5 separate regions of the Mus musculus genome follow, and all the other regions are linked to region 1. A link is a contact called in public Hi-C data. All regions are on one chromosome and are shown on one strand. The core of a region is the stretch at or near the end of the contact, and the rest is flanking DNA. Distances in the headings are between cores, read along the strand shown.

Evidence for each region. A called contact is a pair of places that touch in the nucleus more often than the background predicts.
Region 2: a Hi-C map of B cells shows a contact between it and region 1, with 5 read pairs. The contact joins the promoter of Larp1b here to the promoter of 1810062G17Rik in region 1. A contact is called at or near these places in 4 of 484 Hi-C or Micro-C datasets (B cells, CD4 T cells, CD8 T cells and 1 more).
Region 3: a contact with region 1 is called in a Hi-C map of CD8 T cells, with 5 times the contacts expected there. The contact joins the promoter of Mfn1 here to the promoter of 1810062G17Rik in region 1. A contact is called at or near these places in 3 of 484 Hi-C or Micro-C datasets (CD4 T cells, CD8 T cells and uterus).
Region 4: a contact with region 1 is called in a Hi-C map of regulatory T cells, with 9 times the contacts expected there. The contact joins the promoter of Actl6a here to the promoter of 1810062G17Rik in region 1. A contact is called at or near these places in 3 of 484 Hi-C or Micro-C datasets (CD4 T cells and regulatory T cells).
Region 5: a contact with region 1 is called in a Hi-C map of regulatory T cells, with 3 times the contacts expected there. The contact joins the promoter of Ndufb5 here to the promoter of 1810062G17Rik in region 1. A contact is called at or near these places in 1 of 39 promoter capture datasets (pre-B cells) and 3 of 484 Hi-C or Micro-C datasets (CD4 T cells, CD8 T cells and regulatory T cells).

The regions. Positions count from the first base shown.
Region 1 is chr3:36,473,948-36,478,536 of GRCm38.p6, reverse strand. 1810062G17Rik (RIKEN cDNA 1810062G17 gene) reads right to left here and starts at 2,600. Exons shown (of 3, transcript NM_028183.1): 1 at 2,298-2,600. The coding sequence starts at 2,402. It overlaps Anxa5 (annexin A5), which reads left to right and starts at 2,650. Exons shown (of 13, transcript NM_009673.2): 1 at 2,650-2,964; 2 at 3,077-3,107. The coding sequence starts at 3,105. Mir7009 (microRNA 7009) reads left to right here and starts at 3,013; the gene lies at 3,013-3,076.
Region 2 is chr3:40,947,963-40,952,551 of GRCm38.p6, reverse strand. Larp1b (La ribonucleoprotein domain family, member 1B) reads right to left here and starts at 1,902. Exons shown (of 10, transcript NM_001040399.2): 1 at 1,868-1,902.
Region 3 is chr3:32,527,314-32,531,902 of GRCm38.p6, reverse strand. It overlaps Mfn1 (mitofusin 1), which reads right to left and starts at 2,421. Exons shown (of 18, transcript NM_024200.4): 1 at 2,208-2,421; 2 at 1-5.
Region 4 is chr3:32,706,417-32,711,005 of GRCm38.p6, reverse strand. It overlaps Actl6a (actin-like 6A), which reads right to left and starts at 2,460. Exons shown (of 14, transcript NM_019673.2): 1 at 2,126-2,460. The coding sequence starts at 2,150.
Region 5 is chr3:32,734,522-32,739,110 of GRCm38.p6, reverse strand. Ndufb5 (NADH:ubiquinone oxidoreductase subunit B5) reads right to left here and starts at 2,048. Exons shown (of 6, transcript NM_025316.2): 1 at 1,906-2,048. The coding sequence starts at 2,029. Mrpl47 (mitochondrial ribosomal protein L47) reads left to right here and starts at 2,356. Exons shown (of 7, transcript NM_029017.2): 1 at 2,356-2,469. The coding sequence starts at 2,372.

The sequences.
Region 1 (4,589 bases), core at 1,351-3,850:
AATACTAGGAATTTGTGGTAAGTTGTAACCTTTGTTGAAAGGCAATAAACCCATTTTACACTGCATTCATGCTCTGATGTATTCATATGCTTTAAATATGAAATGTCTCCCATAGGCTTCTATGTTTAATAGTTCTCAGCTGGTGGTGCCATTTTGGGGAGATTATAGAAATTTGAAGATTACATCTGGTCTCCTTCCCCATTCTGCCCTGTCCATCATGAGGCGAAGAAGTTCTTTCACCACATACTCCTGCCGACATGATAGTCTGTCCAGGAGTGTGGGCCAAGCAACCATGGAGCAGAGTCCCTAAAGCTGTGAGCCATTAGGTCATTTTGTTCACAGCCACACTAGTGTGAACTCCTCAAAGGCCTGTACTGTGGGAGGGGCTCAAGGTCCAGCAGCAAATGAGACACAGGATATCTGTCCTTTCCTAAGTGTATTTTGAAGATCCTCTCATTGCTTATTTATTTGTTTGTTTGTTTATTGCAGCACTGTGGACCAAATCCAGGGTCGTGTGCACAGTAGGAAAGCACTGGACCCCAGAGCTACATCCCCTTCCTAACTTTACTTTGGATTTTAAGTCAGAATCCCACTAAGTTCCCCAGGCTGGCTTTGAACTCCCTCTGTAGACCAGACTGACTTTGACTTTTTCATTTCCCTGACTTAGATTCCTAAGCAGCTACATCAATAGGCCTACACCCTTAGGCCTGGCTAGCCCTTTAAAGACCAAAGCATTCTTTCTGAAAGAGTCCTATGACATATTGTAATTATTTATCCAAGATCCACAGTCTAGTCTCCTGTTGGGAAGTTGATTAGCTTTTTTATTTTTTGTTAAATACAAATGTTTTGAATAAAAATAATGGAAGGGCATCTAATGTTATGAATCTCCAGAGTCTCTGCTTTTAAGTTCTTGGACAACACATCCACAGGCTGTTAGCATAGTGGCTCCAGACACCGTTCTGAAGATGTCATCTGGTGAATCACTCCCAGACTGATATGCTGAAAACCCAGCTTCCAAGATCATAGGATTGCTTTTAAGAAGCGTTAAATTATGGACATTCCACTTTGTGATTGGGAGTAATGCCCTGATAAAGGAGGCTTCAGAGGCCAGTGAGCATCTTGTGCCATGTGATGCTTCAGTGAGATGAGGTTCTCTGAGGAAGCCGACCCTCACCAGACCCTGAATGTGCAGAGCCTTGATCTTGAATTTTCCAGCTTCCAAACAGCTGAGAAATAAAATTCTATTGCTTGTAAGAAACCAAGTTACAGCATCTCGTGCTTTCTTTCACAGTGTGCCCTCTCCTCAGTGCTACGCTATATTTAGAATATTAAGGTAGGCCATTTTATGAATGTCTCCTAGGTGCTCAGAACACTCAATAGCATTCAGTCAGGCTTCCTTCCCTCTAGTAGGAAAGGCTTCTGAAAAGCCTTCTTGGGAAATAGTGTTCCTCTGCCCTCTCATGCATGAGCTCTGCCTTTCAACACGGAAAGTCAGCTTGCTCCTCCAGACTGGGGTCCAGGTGAATAAGCTAATTGTAATAGGATGTAAAGGCAACATTTGCTGGGGAAGATCAAAGGTCTGGGTCTAATAATTTATGTTACTCCTTGGCTGCAGGGCGGATCACTAGTCACTGCCAGCCGTAAGGCAGTTTTCCACAGCACTGTTAAACAGGCTTCTGCGGTCTTAACTCCAGAGAAGGAGGACACGGAGTTGAGTAGATGTAAGAAAAAAAAATACTTAGGTCAAAGACTGAAGGAGATGCTAGTAGAAAGAAAGTAGATAAGTGTGAGCGACTGAGAGATAGGTGGGCCTTAAAGGAATGCGGGGGCGAGGAGGCAGGGAAATGGTTGCATCGAAGTCATAACCGTACTTGAAGGGTCAAGTGAGAGGATCCCTTAGTGTAGGCAAACAAAACAAAACAAAACAAAAACCAAAGTAGTCTAGAAATTACAATTCCCTGGGAGAGGTGCTGGAATGTCTAAGGCTGTGGGAGCGGCTAGGTCCCCAGAGAAGGGGGCGCATGAACAGGAAAAGCAATAGGACAAGGGTACACAAGGGAAAATGGCAGGCTTCCCCTCCTCAGCGGCAGTTTTGTCTGCTTTTCCAGAAAACCATCAGTCTACCTATCAGGGCCAGACTCAGCATGTGGCAAGGCTCCCCCAACCCCCACCCTCGGTTAGCTTCTTCTTGCTCAAAAACCTGATTTTGATCCTTCTAGAACATCCGCGATCCTTTTGCAGCGTCTTTAGGCCTGGGGGCGGGCGGGGGGGGGGCGGGGAAGCTCCATCTTAGTCACCTTGCACCTGGGGTCTTTGAAGTTACAGGCTGAGTTTGGAAGTGAAACCATTTCCGCTCTGAGGCTTTGACACTGCCAGGTACAGCTCTTAAAAGAGCTGCCCATCAGCTACACGGACATCCAGAGGCAAACACTAGCACGAAACACTTGGAAAGCAGTCTGGAAAAGGTCCTCACTGTCCCATGCTTAGAGTGCGGTGCAAGACGCTGTGAGGTGCCGCTGTGACAGTCCCTAACTCTCTAGACACACCCAGACCCCTGGGCCTGCAGCGCCTCCAGCGTAGCGAAGAGTGAGCGAAAAGCCCCACGCAGGCGCAGGAGCATAGAGGCTAGGACGTGGCAGGGCGTGTCCTGATGGGGGCGCGGCCCGGGCTGGGACCTAATTAGGGAGGTGGCCATGGTAGGGGGGTGGCCTTGTCTGAGGAAAGTACCGTATCCAGGGATGTGGCAGCTGCCTGGGACAAGGCGGGGCTTATAGTGCAGCGTCTCTGGGGGCGGGACCCTGGTGGGTGTGTGATCTTGGCAGGGGCGTGGCGTGGCGGGGCCAGGTCGGGCTAGGCTGGGCTGCCCAGGGCGTTTCCGTTGCACGGAGTTGTGAAGAGTACTGCCTTGTCCTTTGGCGTGTGCATCGGTCCTGCTCTCACCCGCAGCCTGCGCTCTACTGCCTGGTAAGTGGCCGTAGTCCCGGGAGCGACTCCTCCACCAAGGGCTCAGGGCCCTTTTGGGGTCAGGGGACCAGAGCTCCAGTGACCCTGTCTCTCTTTTCCCCTCTCCCTGCAGCTCCAGTCCACTCCTGACCGACAGCATCATGGTAAGCCGTGTGACCGCGACCAGGGCGATCGGGACCCTCTCTGAAGGCAGCTGCCTTCGCAGTCTCTTGGTTTTCGCCTTTCCCATCTGTGTCCCGCTCTGTGTCCTCTCTGTGACCTCTTGGGTGTCCCCCTCCGTGTGCGCTCTCCTGTTTTCTCCCTCGCCCCGGAGTGTCCGGAACCAGCCGGTGTTTCTCCCCGGTGCATGTGAATCAGGCCGCCCCAAATCCAGAGTTGCCAAAATTAGATCCGGAGCAGGAACAGTTCTCTTGGTCATGTGAGGAGAACGCCCTTTGGCTTCCCCTATTTTTTTATTTTTCCCGCAGTTTCCTGTGTTTGAATACTGGGTGTGCGTGGGCAATCTCCATGGTGCTTCAGGGGAGCTTTTTCCAGCGCAAGGCGCAACTTATTTAACAGGAACCGACTGTGCCTTTTCTTTCTCTTTTTCTGCTAAAGGCAGTGAACCAAAAAGCTGGGTTTCCAAAGTAATGAACTGGCAAAACGAGTTCTGAATTGAATTTGCCTTGGGATTCTTTCAGAAGTTGACTTCCGAATAGGTTTTTGTTGTTGTCATTGTTTTAGGAGATCTCTTAGTATTTTTCAAGACTGTAGCAAAGAAAAGTTGATTTTTGTTTTGTTTTGTTTTGTTTTCCAAGCTAGGGTTCCTCTGTGTTGCCTTGGCTGGCCTCGAACTCACAGACTGCCTCTGCTGAGGGCTAGAACTAAAAGCCTTCACCACCACCGCCCAGCGTATGTAGTAATTTTTCAAAGCTGGTCATGTGAAGAAGTTATCATACCTAAAATATTCCGCCCTGAGGCAAAGTGGTTATACCTGGAATCCCACATCTTGGGAGGTAGAGGCAGGAGGATCAGGAGTGAAAGATCATCTTTGGTCATCAAGGGCCTTGGCTTTAACAGGCGGCCTCAACAAACAAAACAACAAAGCTTTCATCCTGAATGAAACTAATTTAATCTTGCCAATGTGACTGACCTGTTCAGAGTCTGGACAATCTTTTAAATAAGTGTTTCAGCCTACTCAGTGTGCCTGAAAACACACACACACACACACACACACACACACACACACACACACTCACACACTCGATCTCTCTCTTCCTCTCCCTCCCTCCCTCCCTCCCTCCCTCCCTCCCTCCCTCCCTCCCTTCCTCCCTCTCTCCCCTTCCCCCTTCTTCCTTCCTTCCCTCCCTTCCCTCCCTCCTTCTCTCCTTCTCCCCCTTCTTCCCTCCCTCCCTCCCCCCCTCCCTCCCTCCTTCCCTCCTTTCCTTCCTCCCTCCTTCCCTCCTTCCCTCCCTCCTTCCCTTTCTCACCAGTTAACTAGCTTGCTTGCTTTAGTACCATTGGATAAGATTTCATGACTCTTCCCAAGAGGCTGTGGAGGGATTAAGATGATTTGGTAACGCTATTGAGTTTATACAGTGTACAGTGTTGCCATTCTCTGGGTTTGCACATGAATAGATAGTTTG
Region 2 (4,589 bases), core at 653-3,152, 4.5 Mb before region 1:
CCCTTGTTGGAATTATAGGTATGGGCCACACTCCCAGTAAGTCACTGTATCCTTAATCTAAGGAGGACTGGAGATCCAAGGCACAAGTAGGTTAAACTGTCAAATATTTTTCCAAGTAATCTGCAATAAAATTCTTGGGGGGAGGGGCTAGAAAATCTGCACATACAGCTTGATGATAAAGCACTTGCCCAGCAAGCACAAAGCCCTAGGCTCATCCCCATGAGGGGGGAAAAGAATCTCCAGTTTCACTTTGAAACGTTTTAAAGTCTAGAAAACTGAGTTTATAAAAACTCGGAGCCAGGCGGTGGTGGCGCATGCCTTTAATCCCAGCACCCGGGAGGCAGAGGCAGGTGGATTTCTGAGTTCGAGGACAGCCTGGTCTACAAAGTGAGTTCCAGGACAGCCAAGGCTGTAAAGAGAAACCCTGTCTCCAAAAACCGAAAAGCAAACAAAACAAACAAACAAACAAAACAAAAACAAACACACAAAAAACTCGATTAATATTTCATAGTTCAATAAATATTATAATGCCTAGTACTCTGTGTAAATCTAGATATGGAGGGGTAACAGAGTGATCAACAGGTTTCTCTACGAAATTTTAAGAAGACTTGATATACCATGTTCTCTTCACTTATTTAGCAATGGTAGTAAACTGCTCTTTTCAGCAGGCCAGAATTGTACTAATACAAGATGGAGAGCAAAACTCAGTGCTTTTGTTTTGTTTTTCCTTAAGGTGTCAAAATTTAGTAAGAATTAATAAGGAGAGCAGAATGTCTATAATCCCAGTATCTTGAAGAAGACAGTGACGTGAGGATCAAGAATTCCACAACCCCCTGGGCTACACAAGTAGATAGTGTTTCAAAAAGCAAGCAAAATAACAAAAGCAAATAAGTTAGTGAGCATTTCTGCGTGCAAAACCTAAGAAACTAAATTGGTTCTGCGTGCAAAACCTAAGAAACTAAATTGGTTCAACATTTATCTCCCCCTACAGGAGAGATAAAACAATCACAATTGTACAGGATCCCTTCACCGCATTTGACCCTCACAACCCCATAAACATGCTCAAACTTCGGCTGTTCCACCAACTCTCCCCAGACCAGCGAAAACTTGCCAACAAAACAGCCGCAATTCCCACAGAAAAGTTCAGTTATTTTAGTGCAGTTTTATTAAAAAAAGAAAAAAAAAGAAAAAGGAGAGTTTTACTCAGCATTTCCATTCTAACTTTTTTCTTTTTGACTTCTCTTCGAACGCCTAATCCTCTACATCAATCGGCATACGCCACCAAATACAAGCCAGTCTTCATTTTACTTTCTAACTGCAGTTGCTGCAACCCAAATAAAGCCCCAAGGGCCATATTGCATGGGTCAGCATTCGAACGCAAAGGCACAACCCAATTGCTAACGCGCAGGCTACCGTGGGACCAGCTGTGCGATCCGGACTCTGAATCAACTGTCCTGTGTCAGGCATTCTGAAACACAACCACACAACCGCAAAAACACCTAATACCAGCTGCCTTCACAGCCACATCTACCTAGCAGCTTTTCGAGACTTTCGTTTCACCACCTCACTTCAGGAGCCAGCCCAATCGGACTTCCACTTACAAATCCGCTCGTCCCGACTCGCCTCTACTCTGTGTCAAGTTCCCGGAAACTTTTCCACGGTATTCACCGCGTCTAGGACGCCGACACGTGAAGGCACGAGCCCAGCACAGCCCCGCTGCCCAGTCACCCACGTCGTGCCCCTACCCGTCAAGGAGAACCTGAGGTCCCACCTCTTCCTGTCGCTCCCTCTCCTAGATGTCCATTTATGTAAATCGGCACGGTGAATGACACCTAGGAACCAAACACCTCCCGCGGACCGCACTCACCGGCCTCCGGGGAGTCCTGAGCGGGCGACGGCACGCCGGTGCCCACGGTGGACAGGTGCTGCGGCAGCTTCTTGGTCCACGGGTTCCCCTTTGGCGGCGGCGGCGGCGGCTTGTCCTCCGGGCCGGCTGCCGCTGGGTCCTCGCGGGCGTCCTCCGGTGGGTCCCGCGGTGCTGGCGGCGGCAGCGGCGGCGGTGGTGGTGGCGGCGGCGGAGGCGGCGGCGGCAGCGGCGGAGCCTCCCCGCCGAAGGGACCCCCGGGCGCACGCGCCTTGTGCGCCAGGTGCAGCGCCAGCGGCCTCACGGGCACGGCCGCTTGCGGCACGCTGTGTCCCAGCACGAGCGCCGGCGACGGCTCTCCCCGCGCACCCGCGCTGGTGGCGGCCGCGGCCCGCTCCTCCCTCGCCTCCTTGCCCTCCCGCTCGCCGGGCGCCGGCTGCTCCGCCCGCCGGCTCGTCGCTGCCAACAGCGCGTCCCGGTCTCCGGCCACGGCGGGCGGGTCCTCCCGGGTGGCAGCGGCGGGCACCGGGGCGCGAGCGGACATGGCCGGCCCCTGGCCCCAGCCTCCTGCCCAGCCGGGGGCCGTCCGGGTCCAGGGAGCCCGGCCGCCCCTCTCTCCACACGGGGGCACCGACCCGCTTCGGTCCTGGGACGCGGAACCCGCCCGCCGAGGCGTGCAGCGCCCGGCGTGCCCGTCCTCCCCGCCCGCCGAGCGGAGCGCTAACCGCCCGCCGCCTGGCCTCGTCGCAGCGCACGGCCGGAGCTCGCCACTCGCGCCGGGCGCGCCCGAGCCGCGAGCCCTCAGCGGGCGCGGGCGACAACGCGGCGCTCCAGCCAGTCTGAAGGATCTCTGGCGAGCTGCGGAGGCGCGCGCGGCCTGAGCCGGTAACTGTCCCTGAGGGCGGGGCATGCAGAGGGCGAGGCAGCCAGGGGCGGGGCGTGCAGAGGGCGAGGAAGGCTACTGGGCGGGGCGTACAGAGGGCGAGGAGGGCCAATGGGCGGGGTGGCCAGGTAGGCGGGGCGTTTATAGGCTGAGGCGGGCCGATGGGCTGGGCGTGCGGAGGCGGAGGCGTCCAAGAGGCGGGGCGCGCAAGGGGAAAGGCGTGCCAGTGGGCGGGGCGTGATGTAGGCAAGAGCCAAGATAATCAGCGTTCAGTAGGCCAGGTGCCCAAGGACCAGGGCGAGGGCCAGTCAGGGTGAGGGGCGGGGCGGGTAGAGGGCGAGGCAGGTTAGGGGGCGGGCACCCTGGAAAGTGACGTGGCCACTTGCGGGCATTCCCTAAACGCTGCGGGCGACCGCGGCCTGTGGAGTCTTCCCGAATGCGGCGGGCATGGTTTGATGAGAGCCCCGCCCTAGCGGATCGCGAGGATGAACCTGCTACGCTTGGGGAGCATCTTACGTCTGTGACCCAGGGACTAGGAGGACAATCTTCAGGAACCAGGAGGACCAGAAAGTCCATTTGCGCTAAGGTGAAACGCTTCAGGCTTTTCACGAGGGCGGGTCCTCAGGACCCAGGAAAAGTTTCCCAGTAACGATGTGGGCTCCAATAGGCACTCCTGATCCGGAGCCAAGTTCAAGTGAAGACCCAGCCTCGACATTACAAGAAGTGCACTTGTCGGTCCTGATTCTAACCTACAGACAACGAAATGATTCTTTAGTGCTCTTGAGTAAAACGAACACTAGACATTTCGCCACCTTTTTCATTTTTCATTTTTTTTCAGTGGGTTTTGATGTTTTCATCAAACTAAGTCTCCTGTAGCACAAGTTGACCTCGATCTCGAGGCTGGCCGTGAGCCTACCATTCTAGTCCAGGTTGCCCTGGAAGCCATCGATTTAGACCAGTCTGGTTCTGAACTCAAAGGAATGCACCTGCCTTAGCTTTTGAAATGGGATGACCAACAGGCATGCGTGCTACCCACCAGCTAGTCTTGAACTTTTTTTTTTTTTTAAGATTCTTTTAGAGTCCCTAAGGCTAGTATTAAAGCATAAGGACCACACCCAGTTGGCTTTGTACATTCACTCTGTCTAGATTTCTTTTTTTAGATCCGCCTGCCTCTGCCTCCCAAATGCTGTGATTAAAGAAGCGCACTGCCCAGCATGAATTGTTCTATTTTTAATCACAAGAATGCGAGTACGTGTGTGTGCGTTTGTGCACACACACAAGTGTGCAGGTGCCCTTGATTACCAGAGGTATTGGATCCTCCTTGCGCTGCCGATACAGGCTGTTGTGCCCAGCACGGTGCTGGGAAGCCAGAGTGTAAGCGCTCTTAGTCCTCAAGCCATCTCTCCAGCTCCTTTGCTTTGAACAATTGACTGAGTGAAAAAAGAGCTACAGAGGAGAGGACATGACTGCTCCTAGGCATGGTGGAGGAATCTAGAGTGGACATGACCAGACTGAGACTGAACTGGAGGCATGTGGAGAGGAGGGGGGGATGGAAGAGGGGAGAGAAAGGGACAAATTTTAGCAGCCTGGAGGCCAAAGGTACAAAAGGGACGTGCAACCAGAATGGCTGCATTATAATAAGGGAAGAGCAGCCCAGTTGCCTGGGCTGGGGAGTCCAGTGTAGGGACTGGGGGTATGGCAGCCAGGAGGGCCCTGTAATTGTTTGGGGCTGAAGGATGCCTGGAGAACCTAGCTTCCAGGTCCCCATTGTTAAATAGGCACCTCAGCCTTTTGCCCCGGGGATTTGAGATTTAACTTTGACCTTTACTCCAACTCCCAAAT
Region 3 (4,589 bases), core at 1,172-3,671, 3.9 Mb after region 1:
TGCACCTAGGTTGAGAAAAAGGTTAGAAAAGCAATAATTAAGCCGGGCGTGGTGGCGCATGCCTTTAATCCCAGCCCTTGGGAGGCAGAGGCAGGCGGATTTCTGAGTTCGAGGCCAGTCTGGTCTACAGAGTGAGTTCCAGGACAGCCAGGGCTATACAGAGAAACCCTGTCTCGAAAAACCAAAAAAAGAAAAAAAAAAAAAAAGAAAAAAAAGAAAAGCAATAATTAGCCTGTGGATGACAAATGCCTGGAGTCTCAGCTACTGGGGCAGGCTGAGGCAGGGGGTGCACTCACACCAGGAAGTCCAGTTTTACCTGGACAATGCGACATAGCAGGGCTTTCCTCATCTCCAAAGCTCTACTTAAACTTAACAATGAGGGGCTTGAAGACGTGATTCAGCAGTTAAAGAGAACTGGCTGCTCTTCTAGAGGACCCAGTTCTATTCCCAGCACCCACATGGCAGTTCACAACTGTCTTAAGACTCAAGTTCCAGGGGTTCTGATGTCCTCCTCTGGCCTCCACAGACACAGGTACACACATGGTACACCAAAATTTGGTTGCATATATATGCAATCAAAATACCCGTACACATTTAAAAAAAAAAAAAAAAGCTGAATGATAAAGGTGTGGTGTTACACACCTGTGATCCCAGCCAGGAGGAGGCTGAAGCAGGCCAGCCTTGGTAAACCTTGTTCAAAACGAAAAACTCAAAATCTCTCAAAACAGTTCAGGTGGAGGAGACTAAGTTCAATCCTCCAGAAACCAAGTGGTTGAAGGAGAGAACCAACTCCAGCAAGTTGTTCTCTGCCTCCAAACACCAACTGTGAAAGTCTACCGCTTCCACATATAAGTTAAATATAATTTTAAAAACCATATGAAAACAGGGCAGTGGTGGCGCATAGTCCCAGCACTCAAAGACAGCTGGATGTCTGTGAGTTCAAGACCAGCCTGGTCTACAGAGCAAGTTCCAGGACAGTCAGGGACACACAGGGAAACCCTGTCTCAAAATCAAACAAATAAAAAACAAAAACAAAAACAAAAGAAGAAGAAGAAGAAGAAGAAGAAGAAGAAGAAGAAGAAGAAGAAGAAGAAGAAGAAGAAGAAGAAAGAAGAAATGAAATGTGCATGCCTCCAGGGCTAGGCAGATGTCTCAGTGCTTTAAAACACTTGTTGCTCTTCAGAAGGACTTAAATTGGTAGCTCACAACCACCTGTAACTCCAGTTCCAGGGGATCTTATGCCCTATTCTGACCTCAAGGGCACTGCGCAGAAACTGTGGTGAAACATGCATCCGTATATGGAAGAAAAACATACACATTAAAAAATCTAAAAACAGAGCAAACATTTAAAATCATGCTTAGTCTGATACCTGCTAGTTCATGCCTCAATTTCCTAATAGCAAAAAATTAACCTGGCCAAATAGATAAAATACTTTTTAGTATTATTTATTTATTTACAGAAACCATGTTAGTCAGAAACCAAAGATTACTCTCGAGTGATCTCCCATTAAAAAAAGAGAAATTTGCCTCCTGTCATGTTACCTGTAATTCAGTTACTCAGGAGTGTCACACAGGAAAAGCTGAAAATTCAAGTCTACAAGAGGCAACAGAGTGAGATCAAGGCTTGCCTGGGTCTCTCAGTGACACTCAGTTTAGAAACCGGTTTAGGGATACAATGGCATTTGCCTAGCATGGGAGACCTGGGAGGGGCTCAATCTTCAATCCTGGAAGAGTAGATATGTAAATAAATGTAAAATCGGTAAAAGCTAGTAACAAAAATCTTGGTTGTAATCCCTAATTTATTTTCCTCGAGTGAAGATGAAACTAGTTTAGCTAAACTAAGTTTCCCAGTTAGCGAAGAAAATAAAAGAATGCCCAAGTCTTAATGCAGTACAGACACCAAGAAGGTAGCAGCTTTCGTCACAATTACGGAGTCAAGACTTAAAGAAGGCATGAAGGAAGGCTTCAAGCCAAAGTCCCCAAACTTAAAGGAATGTTGAATTTAAAGTAAAAGACGTTCTACCTGGAAGCTCCTATGAAAAGCCACCAAAGACAAGCACACGCTAACGCTGGTGTGCGTGAAAAGAAGCGCCGTGGCCACCAGGAGGGTGGCTCCCTCCGGAATCCTGAACTGACGGCGCGGAGGAGGTGCGTGGGGAGAGGAAGCCGCGTGGGCCGAGAGCCTGCCCAGCCGGGTGGATTCCTACCTGGACAGGGCCTTCCCTCAGGCTGGCCGCCCGTCGCCCTTGCCCGGCCCGCCGCCCCGGCCCGTCAGGGCGCTCGCGCTGCGCCGGTCCGGAGCTCGAAGGTCACCCCGGACGTCGCCACCCGCCAGCGGACACTCACTCCGTCCCTGCTCCCCACTGTCACCCAGCAACCACAGCTCCGCCACAGCCCCCTGGCTGTCTCATCCTCCCGAAAGAGGGGAGGTGCCCAGAGGAGGGGCTAGGGGCGGCTACTTCCGGCGCTTCGGATCTCCTATTGGCTGACGCTTCGAGACCAGAACTGCATATATTGCGGGCGCCATTTTCCTTCAGGGCTGAAGGCGAGGTTTGTTTTGGGCAGGAGTTCTTATTAACCACTGGGCTGTTTTCTGTTCCACCTTCCAACTCCTCCCCTTGGTTTTTCCCTTCAGAGTTTTCAAAGCTCAAAGGCGCCAAGTGTGAAAAGATGTCCATGGTTATCTGAGGGTGTAGGGGGAGAAGTACCCCAAAACCACATAGATGTTTATCATGCGGGGGGGGGGGGGGGGGTCGTCAAAACTTTGACTTTTCCAATTGCTCTGGTCTTGATTGGTTTTCTGGGGTTACTGGAGTGAGCTGTGTGTGTCTACTTACTGTAAGAGGTATTACTCAAGAAAATTAATTGTTCATGATTTAAACTTTGTTAGGAATCACCTGGGAATCTTGTTAAACCATTGATTGATTGATCGAGGGTGAAGCCCAAGGACTCTACATGTTCCACCTTCCAAGAGAGGTTTCACAGCATGTGTCCTGAGAGGTTCTTTACAGAGTTAGCAAATGAGATGCTTTTGCCAGGGAAGCCCCTTTATCCATATGAATGGCAGCTACCTCATCTATAAAATACTAAAAATGCCTACTTCATGAATTGTGGGAAAGTAAATGGGTTAGGGTGTAAAGTGCTTAAAACATTGATGGGCACCTGCAAAAGTTGGATAAATAAAAATAAAAGTTGGATAAAAAAGTTGGATAAATACAGTGAATGAGATCATTTCAGACTATGACTGCTATTATGGGGGGGGGGGGAGATCAGGACAAGAGGATAGAGTGAAGAAAAATGAGCAAGGTGGAGCCAAAGAGGTATGTGTTTTCTGAAAGGATGTCATTTCTCAGGTCATTTCAGGACTGTTACTGGGAATATCTGGAGAAAAACTGTCCAAGACACATAGGAAGGACAGTGCTAAAATGGATGAGTTAAAAAAACAAGCATGAGCTGGGCGTGGTGGCACACACCTTTAATCCCAGCACTCGAGAGGCAGAGACAGGCAGATTTCTGAGTTTGAGGCCAGCCTGATCTACAAAGTGAGTTCCAAGACAACCAGAGCTATACAGAGAAACCCTGTCTCCAAAAAAAACAAACAAACAAACAAACAACAACAAAAAACAAAACAAAACAAAACAACAACAAAAAGAACTCACAAACCCGCTGTCACAGCCTCCCAAGTGCTAGAATTCAGATCTGTGCTCTCACTCTGCCTAAATTTGAAGATTTTTGTTTTGGGTTGTTTTTTGGAGACAGTGTCATTTTATATAGACAGTCCTGGGTCCTGGAACTCACTATGTAGAACAAGTTAGCCTTGGACTCACAGAGATCCAATGCCTTTGCCTCCCAGGCCAGATTTTTTAAAATGATTTTTTTCTTTTTGAGACAGGGTTTCTCTGTGTAGCCCTGGAACTCACTCCATAGACCAGGCTGGCCTTGAACTGCCTATTTCCAGGGTATATAGCCAATAAGGATCAGTACTTAAGAGACTGGGGAGAAGGCTCAAGCAGTAAAGTTCTTGCTGTGATGGCATAAAGACCTGGATCCAGATCTCTAGCCACTCATGGGGAAAACAATAATGCTGGGGGTGGGGAAATCTCTGGAGCTGGCTGGCCAGGCTAGCAAATCAGTGAGCTGAGTTCTTTGAAAGACTTGCCAGGCATGGTGGCACACACCTTTGAACCCAGCACTTGGGAGGCAGAGGCAGGAGGATTTCTGAGTTCGAGGCCAGCCTGGTCTACAGAGTGAATTCCAGGACAGCCAGTGCTACACAGAGAAACCCTGTCTTGACAAACAAAAAACAAAAAAGAAAGACTGTTTCCAAAATAAGGTGGAGACTGATAGTGAACGTTGCTCACTGTTGATCTCTAGCGGCTAATGTACTCACACGTGTGCACATACTATGCAAAGCACAGCAAAGACAGGTCAGTACCTAGGGGCTGGCGAATAACTCAGTGACAGTGTGTTTAGTGTGCACAAAGTCCAGAGTCCAATCCCAGTGACAACTGACATAAACTGGAGTCATCAGGGAAGAGGGAACACCCAATTGAGGAACTGTCTTCAAATAATTGGCCTCTGGGCAAGTC
Region 4 (4,589 bases), core at 1,211-3,710, 3.8 Mb after region 1:
GAAAGCCCAGAGGCCATCTCTACAGGCACAAGATGTGTATAAATGACAGCAAGGGAATCTGGTGGCACAAAACAAATCAAACAAACAAACAAAGGAAAGAAAAATAAAAACCACCGAATACATCCTAGTACAATTTCATCAATTATGGGGAATTATGTTTTGTTTCATGAAATGAAGAAACACAGCAAAATATGAAAACTGCACAGCATGGAAATTAGAGTGTAATTTATACAGGCCAAGTAAAAAGCATTTAATGAACGTATCATTTAAGTTACACATTCCAGACTTTAGGAGACAGTTTAGTGGTAAGAAAAAAGCTGGCAATCTTTTTCAGTCTAATTTAGAGAAAAGCCTCCATGTATATTTTCCAAATACTTCACCCCAAACAGCAGGCCTCCTAGGATAATGCACTTGGGTTTCTCAGTACTGGTTTTTCAATGGGGTCCCCCTCAAAATTTAAAACACTAATCCTACTTACCTACATTACTCAAATGCTAAGGCCTTAAAAGTTCTTCTGTTTCTCTAGTTAAAGCCAATCTATGCCCAATCTACCCAGTTTGGTGCTAGTTACAAAGAGGCACCCAAAGAGAATCACAGAGCTATTTAGTTTAGACATACCCAGTTTGGAGAAATTCCTAGTTTAAAAGGAGATGCATATGCAACTGTTTGAATGAAAATGTCTCCTATAGACGCTGATATTTAAACATCTGGGCCCCAGTTGGTGGTGCTGTTTATGGAGGTTTAGAAGATGTGGGCCTTGATGTAGGAAGCTGTCACTGGGGGACAGGCTTTGAGTTTAAAGCCCCCACTATTTCCAGCTGCTTCATGCTTGAGGTTGGACACGTGAGCCCAGATTCCTGCCCCACCATCATGCCTGCTGTTAGCTGCCATACCTCTCTCAAACTGGACTCTTACCTCTCTGGAATCATAAGCTAAAGTAAACTCTTTCTTCTAGAAGCTGATTTTGTTTTTTTGTTTCTTGGTTTTTTTTTTTTTTTTAATCACAGCAACTGAAAAATGACTAATACACTATGTGAGATGGGTAATTTACTAACTTCTCTGCTACAGTTTAATCCGAAAAATGTATTTAATACTTACCTCATAGGATAGGATGACTAAATGCCTTGAATGTTTTAATGTATAAAGCACTTACAGTGCTGACAAACAATAAGCCGATAAATATTAGCTAACGGTAATTATTACTGTCACACTTCTTGCCAGGGAAAAGACTACCGTTCCTAGAGAAACTACTATAGTTTATTCTCAGAAAACCCTACACAGCAGTTAAAATGAGTGGGCACAGATCTACTGACTCAATGCAGATATAGATTTGTTAGTGTGAGGATACTATTTAACTCTTGATGGGTGCGTGTTACCTGTACACGGCAGAGAAAGGAATACCCCTGCCTCATCCCAGAAGCAATTTGCTCCCAATTTACAACGAGTCTTTAAACTTTGAGCTGGTTGTTTAACTCTTGCCAATATTTTTTTCTTCGTTAACGTGAGGGATGGCAGCACCATCTCCTGTCAACATCCCCCCTAGAGGAGAGTCTCTAACTAGGTAACTACTCTTAAACAAAACAGTACTTAGAAGCCTTGTTTTCGTTATCGCCGATCTAGAAAAGGCTCCCGCCCAGCCGGACAGGAGAACTGCAGCCTGTACCTCAGGGATCCGCTCATCTGGGGACCGAGCACGCCTGGAACGATGTCCAGGCTGTAGTGGCTGCTGAAGGACCCAGAGCAGCAGCCGCAACACCGGGCGCCACTCGCACCCAGTGCCAACCCCGGGGGCCCGGAACCTCCGCGAGCTGCCCGGGACCAACGCGCGGCGGAACCGGTACAGTGAGGGACCCGGCGTGCCAGGGACTGCCATCAGAGCCCAGCCGGTAAGACGCGCCAAGGCCCTTCCTTGAGGCCATCTCGGAGCAGCGACGGGACAAGCCGGAAACCTATTGCGCGCCGGCCCGGGTCCGAAGAGAAGGAGAGGCCGTGGCCCATACGGGGACCGGAAGCACCGTCCAAAGACCGGAAGGGCCCGCCGAGGACCGGAGGGAAACGGAAGCGACTAGGGACCAGGCCGGTCGTTCCGGTCCGCACGCCCCGAGGCGCCGCTGCGCTCACTCACCTCCGCCGTACACGCCGCCGCTCATGGCTACTGTCTGGCGGGGACTGGCCGAAGACTACCGGACGAAAGATAACAGCGGCGTGACTCCTCTCCCTGAGAACGCCGGCCCCGCAAGCCTGCAACTTCCAACGCCGCCCCCTCCGGCAACAAAGCAGCGGCCGCACGCCCGCTGCACAGCCACTCTTGCTGGTTTCTCGTATCAACCAATGACAAAGGGTCCGGCTTAGTCATTAGCCAATCAGAGTGTGGCGCTGCTGCATCCCCGCGCGGTTTAGCCGTCTTAGCCAATGGAAGGCATCCGTAGGGGCAGGGAGAGGGAGAAGCGACAGAAGAAGGGAAGGTGTTGGGGTACGGGCAGGAGGGGGCGGAGCTTCGCGGGCGGGTGAGGTGGGTGGAGCTTCGCGAGCGGCCGGTAGGGTGGACCGAGCTTCCAGGAGCAAGGCGGGGGGAGTGGGTGGAGCTGTGCTTCGCGCGCGAATAGAGTAGGAGGAGTCTTAGGTGGGCGGGCGAGTGGGAGGGGCTTGGTGCAGGAGTGGGCCGGGTTTCGAGAGTGAGTTAATTAGGTACTGGGAATTAAGAGGCTTGCCTCAGGCCATCAACCGCTCTGGTTCTAAAGGATGGCTGCTCCCCAGGAGCCAAAGGAACTTGAGTGCAAGGAATCTGGAACTTGAGTTAGTTACCTGGGAGAGATCCCTGGCCTTTGATTGTGATGAATTCGGAATTTTTTTTTTTTTAAGCAGAAATACTTCAACTAACATTTATACTTGAAAAAGAAATGTGCACTTCACTTTGAATTAATCAGCAAATCAGATATAATAATAGGATCCATCATTTTAAACAATGGCTATTTATATTAAAAGACAGTACATTTTTCCAGCTAGATTTAGATAGCATTTAAAAATCATGACTTCAGTTTCTTTCATTTCTGTGAAAATCATTCACCAAGCAAGTGGAGCACTATTCAAGGAAGCACCCATTTGTAAATACCTCCCCAATCCGTGTCTACTGTTCTTAGTCTACATCTCTATCAGTGTCGCCCAGAACACTGTCTTTTCTTACCCCAAATTACTGCAACAATTTGTCCCTCTGCTTCTCTAGGCCTTAGATAGCCTGATCTATATAACCAAAGGCCCAAACCAGTCCTGCCATTCCAAAGCTCAAGTGTAATGTAGCTCTGTACCTGGTAGCAGTGCTTAAATTGAAGTGTCTAGGGTCTAGCTACATAGTGGCTACTTGTAACCTTAGGTGGGTTGAATAAACTCTCATCCATTTCCCTGCCATTAAGGTGGCAGGAATTGACCTGTCTGTCATAGGTTCAGGAATAACGCTAGTAAGAAAATGCTCTCCCGTTCACTTGACACTGTGTGCTGTGAGCTGACAGTGATGGTTTGGATTTGGGTTTTTTGAGAGAAAGTCTCACTGTGTAGGCCAGGCTAGTCTCCAAGTTGTAATCCTCCTGCCTCTGCCTCCTTGTACTGGAATTATAGGCACATGCCACCGTGTGTGTATTACTACATTTTAAATGATTCAAAAACAGTTTTAAGAATACTATGATACTCCCATGTCAGAAACCTTGTGCTGTGTTTTACTGGAGCATAGCCAAGCTTATTCACAGCTGTGCCTGAGGTGATGTGTCTGGTTAAGATGTAGAGCACATTACTGCCAAGTGACCTGTGGGAGGGGTTGCTTACTTCTCAATGTATGCAACACCTAACACAGCCTGCCTCAGTGCTGTGTACTGTGGTCCCCATGATCAGTGCTCACTGCCGATCAGCACCCCAAAACAATTCTATTTCCAGTCATGTTTTCATGTTTGACTAAATAAAACTGATAGGTTATTATGGACTGTGGTTCCAAGCCAGGCATTGTGGCACACAGTTTTAATCCCAGAATTCAAGAGGCAGAGGCAGGTGGATTTCTGTGAGTTTGAAATTAGCCTGGTCTACATAGTGAGTTCCAGGCCAGTAAGGGATGCATACTGGCTACATAGCAAGACCCTGCCTCAAATAGATATATACATGATAAATGTATAAGTACTATGGTTCCAATAATGAAAAATTGGAGAGATATTATTTTACTTTATAATATATAGTAGTACAGTTAAACCACTATCATTTAAATATCTAGCAATTCATTTACAAGTTTGATGGATTTACAGATTGATATCCTTTACCAATACCATCTGCAAGATCTCTCATGAATTTAAGAGAATAAACCTTAGAATTAAAAATACCTCTTTGGGGGCTGGAGAGATGGCTCAGCAGCTAAGAACACTGACTGCTCTACCACAGGTCATGAGTTTAATTCCCGGCAACCATATGGTGGCTCACAACCATCTGTAATGGGATCCGATGCCATCTTCTGGTGTGTCTGAAGATAGGTACAGTGTGCTCATATACATAAAATGACTAAATAAATCTTTTAAAAAAGAAATTATTTATTAAAAAAATACCTCTTTGGGCCG
Region 5 (4,589 bases), core at 799-3,298, 3.7 Mb after region 1:
TGAAGGTTAGAACCAGCCCGCAATGCAGAGTCTATTCAAGATCAGCTTGGGCAACTCAATGACACTCTGACTCAAAATTTTAAAGAGTAAAGACAAAAAGAAGGGTTAGGGATGTAGCCCAGAGGAAAGACCTCACCTGGCTAGAATAAGCAAGCACTTGTATTTCATCAGCAGTACCAAAGAAATAAGCAAATAAAATAAAGGGTAAATTTAATGCTGTGTGTATTTTCTAATTTAGGTGCATGGTGCTAAAAATGTCTCCTACTCAAAGGGCTTCACAACTACTCTGTAAGGTATCTCCGTCAATCAGATGGTCATCTTCCGGAAAAGGAAATGAAGATCATGACCAAGTGCCTTCCACTTTAGCTCCCAGTAGGCGTTGACTCAAGGTCATAGAGCTCTTAAATTCTGCAGCCAAGATTTGAATCTCGGCAGCCCAGCTCCAGAAAAAGAAGATGGGAGAGGGGCCTAGCCATCTTGTTGGGCTGCCCAAGGAACTGGTGGAAGAGAGGAAAACCTTCAGGGAGCAATGGCAGACTCATAAGCCAGTGAAAGCTGCGACAGTCAAACAGTCGCTCTTGGAACAGCCTCGAGTAGGCCCTCCCTGTTCTCTCTGGACAGGACATCGGCTCCCCGTGGTTCTCTCGGAACTGCAGGAGTGAGAAATAGTCCAGGAAGAGAGGGACCACGGAGTCTCAGCTCAGCTCAGCTAGACTACAGTCAGCACTTCTGGGGAAGGGTTCAAGGGATCTCTACTTGTGTATCTGAGGATATTTACAATAAAAAAGTGATGTCAAAAGGATATGACCAAGAAGTGTCAGCACATGGAGTCTGCCTTCAGTGTAAATTCCTGCTGGGTATTTTAAATGCACTGATCCTTTCCAGCATGTTCCAGAAGGTCCCTATGCATACTGCCTCAATATAATAGGCTTTAGGGCAATTTGTGTGTGTGTCTTTCTCTATATTAGACAAGGCAAATTGTATATCTCTAACCAAGGCCCTCTCTATGACTGTCCTGAGACCTGAGCTCTTTACCCCTCTTAGGCTCCTTTCTAAGAGAACAGTGGTTCTCAACCTTCCTAATGCTGCAACCCTTTAATGCAGTTCTTTGTGTTGTGACCTCCAACTATAAAATTATTTTCACTGCTACTCCATAACTGTAATCTTGCTACTGTTATGGGTCACAATGTGAACATCTGTGTTTTCCTACGGTCTTAGGTGACCCCTATGAAGGGGTCGCGACCCGCAGGTCATATGAAAAGCATGACTGCATTAACATACAGCAGATACAATCTGGGCTGAACCCAACTTTACACATTCACTCGCACTAGTCTTTTAAAAAAAAAAACAAACATAAAATATTTTCGTGGCCTTCTATGATGTTGTGAGGTCCACGGACACAGTTATTACCGTGCCTAACGGGCCTGTCACCTGGAGCCTTTTTACACTCGTGCCTAGGAACACCATGACAGCCTTCACTTCAGTGCGCTTCTCAGCAACTTCCTATCTGCGGGTTGGAACCAGCTGCAGGTGCCACGCACCCTGATTCTGCCCTGAGCCCAGCGACGCAGTGCAAGCCTGCAATCCCAGCCCTCGGGAGCCGGGACAAGTGCAGCCTCGGATCCCCGAGACCCTGTCTCAACAACGAAGTGTGTGCAGTTGCCCTTGGAGACGCGGGCAGCAGCTCCATGCCTGCCTAGCCTGGCAGCGAGGGAGCAGCGCCCAGCATGGCGTGGCAAGGCGCTTCGCAAACGCTGAGCTTAAACAAGGCCATCCGATCTGCAGCAGCTCTTCACACGAGAGCCCCAGGCCGACTTTGTCCCCGCTCTCTCCCTCGGAGGTCCCCAAGGTCACCTGGAAACAGCCCTCCCACCTCTCACCCGCGTCTCCGAGGCCGCCACCCACCGACAGTCTTCGGAAAGCTCCGCGTGAGAAAACTTCCGACTCCGAGTCTAGGACCAGCGCGGCGGCAAGACAGCGCTGTCAGCGCGGAGACCGAAGCCCGCTGCAGCAGGCTCATGGCCGCCATGGCTACACCGGCCACGGAAGGAAGTGGGGAGGGCTAAGGGAGCCGGGAGGGACAATCCACCAGTGAGGGCGAACGCTAGAGGAGGCCATATTGAGTGAGGGCAGCGGCCCGTTCCTGCGAGCTTCACAGGCAGGCGCTGGCGGACAAAAGTGACGACATTGTAGGTGGGGCGCCCAAAGAGAGCCCTGTAAACTCTATGGCAGACTTGGGAGATTGAAGCGAGAGCCGTGGGAGCGGCCATGTTTAGTAAGGGCAAAGCCTGTTCCTGTTTGCTTCACTTGCCTCACGCCGCCAGCGGAAGTGACCTCGTGGACACCGACACTGTGGGTCTCCATTAGAAACATGGCTGCGACCAGTCTAGTGGGTATTTGTAGAAGAGCCTCAGCGTTCCTGAAGGCAGCTTGTTCCCTAGTAAATCCCAAGGACGCTGCTCACTCGGGGTAAGTGGTGAGAGAAGAAATGACTGCCTCCGCCTTTGGGCGCTTCTTGCAGGATGCAACAGAGCTCTAGACAGGCCACCGCGGAGGCAGAGAGCGTGACCTTGCAGTCGCCTATCCTGGCGCACTAGTCCTCCTGCGTTCTGTCGCCGCGGGCGGTGGGAGCATCCGCTGCTCGGTGCTTCCTCGGACTCGCAGTGTCCTGGGGCTGGGTCGGTTGGGAGGGAGGTTTCCGAGGAGTCCTGAGCTGTGAACGGAAGGCTTCCCTCGGCGTCTTTGTACACAGATTGTCCGGCAGATGTTAAGTGATGAGCGTAGCTACGGCAACAGAAGCTGCGTCTGCGAGTGTGAGAATGACAGCTTACTCTTCACTGACACTTGCCAACAGGGAGCCGAGTTTTAGAAATAGTAGAGAGCAGATTAATTGAAGGAAGCAGTCTCTTCTATATTATTACACTAACTTTGCAAATTAGCTTTTTAAAACCTTGCAGAGTTGTAATTTGATCAGGGTGGCAAACTTGAATAAATGATTTCGTCTTCCATTATCTTGATCTGATGCCTTCCTTGACCTCTGACGGTATCAGGCACACACATGGTGCACATATATGCAGGGAAAACATTCAGATACATAAACCTTAAATTTGTTAATGAAATTATTTCAGTATGTGTGTGTGTGTGTGTGTGTGTGTGTGTTTTGTAAAAAATGAATACCTATCACTCAGAAAAGAGGCAAAATATTTTGAAGACAGTAAAACCAGTTATGCATTCATAGAACACATTGCCGTTTCTTTTTTAATGTTGCAGGTATACACTTGATTTTCCATCATTTCCCCAGGACAACAGAAACATTATTAGAGTAATAGTCAAAATATACCCTTAACCCATAGTAGCCAGTCATTGACAGTTGTCACATTTTTCAAGATCCCTGGATTTATGCTCTTTTTCTGCACTGTTGGACAGAGGTCAAAATTCAATCATAGACCCAAGGACATTGCCTTACTAAGTATGACCCTGTGGTCACACTGTGGAATACAGTGTTATTATTTAGCATATAATCCAAAATAAAAATAGGACTTGCTCTACTAATCCCTTCCCTTTTTTCTTTCCGCTTCATTGTCTCCATTCAGTTCCATTCTTTGCTTCAGGATCCAGTGAAGGATCATTTAGTGCAATAGTTGCCATTCGTCCAGTGTTTCTTTTTTCCTTTGTCATCACACTGGCAATTTGGGGTAGGATTTTGTTTTGTTTTGTTTTGCTTTGTTTATTTCTTCATAATTAGTTTCAAGTCAGGAGTCATGGACATAGCTCAGTGGTAGAGTACCTAGCATGCCTGAGGCCCTGGGCTTAATCCTCAGTACACAGGAAAACAAACATAAACTCCAGTCAAATACTCTTGGTTTGGAAGACAGCACTTGTGAAACATTTTACATTGTGTTTTAAGATCATTTTATCAGTTCATTAAGTGCTCTTAGAAACATAATTTCTAAATATATATATAATTATGCATAAGATTTTCATGCAGCTATAAAGCATGGTATGTTTATGTAACTAATGTAACTCTTTAATACCAAATTTAATGCCTTTGTAGATATCTTCACCGGTGAGCTCCTGCCTGTTGTGTCTGTGTCTATTGTGTAAAAGTTTCCAGACACAGAACTCCGGGATTAAAGGAGAGAGCATTGAGCCTTTTGAATGTTGCCACATTGACGTTCAGAATGGTTTTGATCTGTTCATAAATTTAGTTGCTACAGTGGAGGAAGCACCTAAAAACTGTTACTCTAAAATATAATTGTGGGGTCAGCAAGGTGGCTCAGGAGGTAAAAAGTGCTTGCCACTCAAGCCTGGTGACCTCGGTTTGAGCCAAGGAAGCTAAGCAGTAAAAACTGGGCGCAGTGACTGGGCGCATCTCCATCCAATTCCCGAATTCCTGGGCCCAGACGGGAGGGAGAGGAGGAGGAAGCACTCAAAAGCTCTCAAGCCCGCTATCCTGAGTACTCAGCACAGCAACATAAAAGCTCTCAGGCCTGCTATCCTGAATACTCAGCACAGCAGCATAAAAGAGAAAGACTGTGCCTCCATGAGGTGGAAGAGAACCAGCACTCCTGTTGTCTTCTGACCGCTAC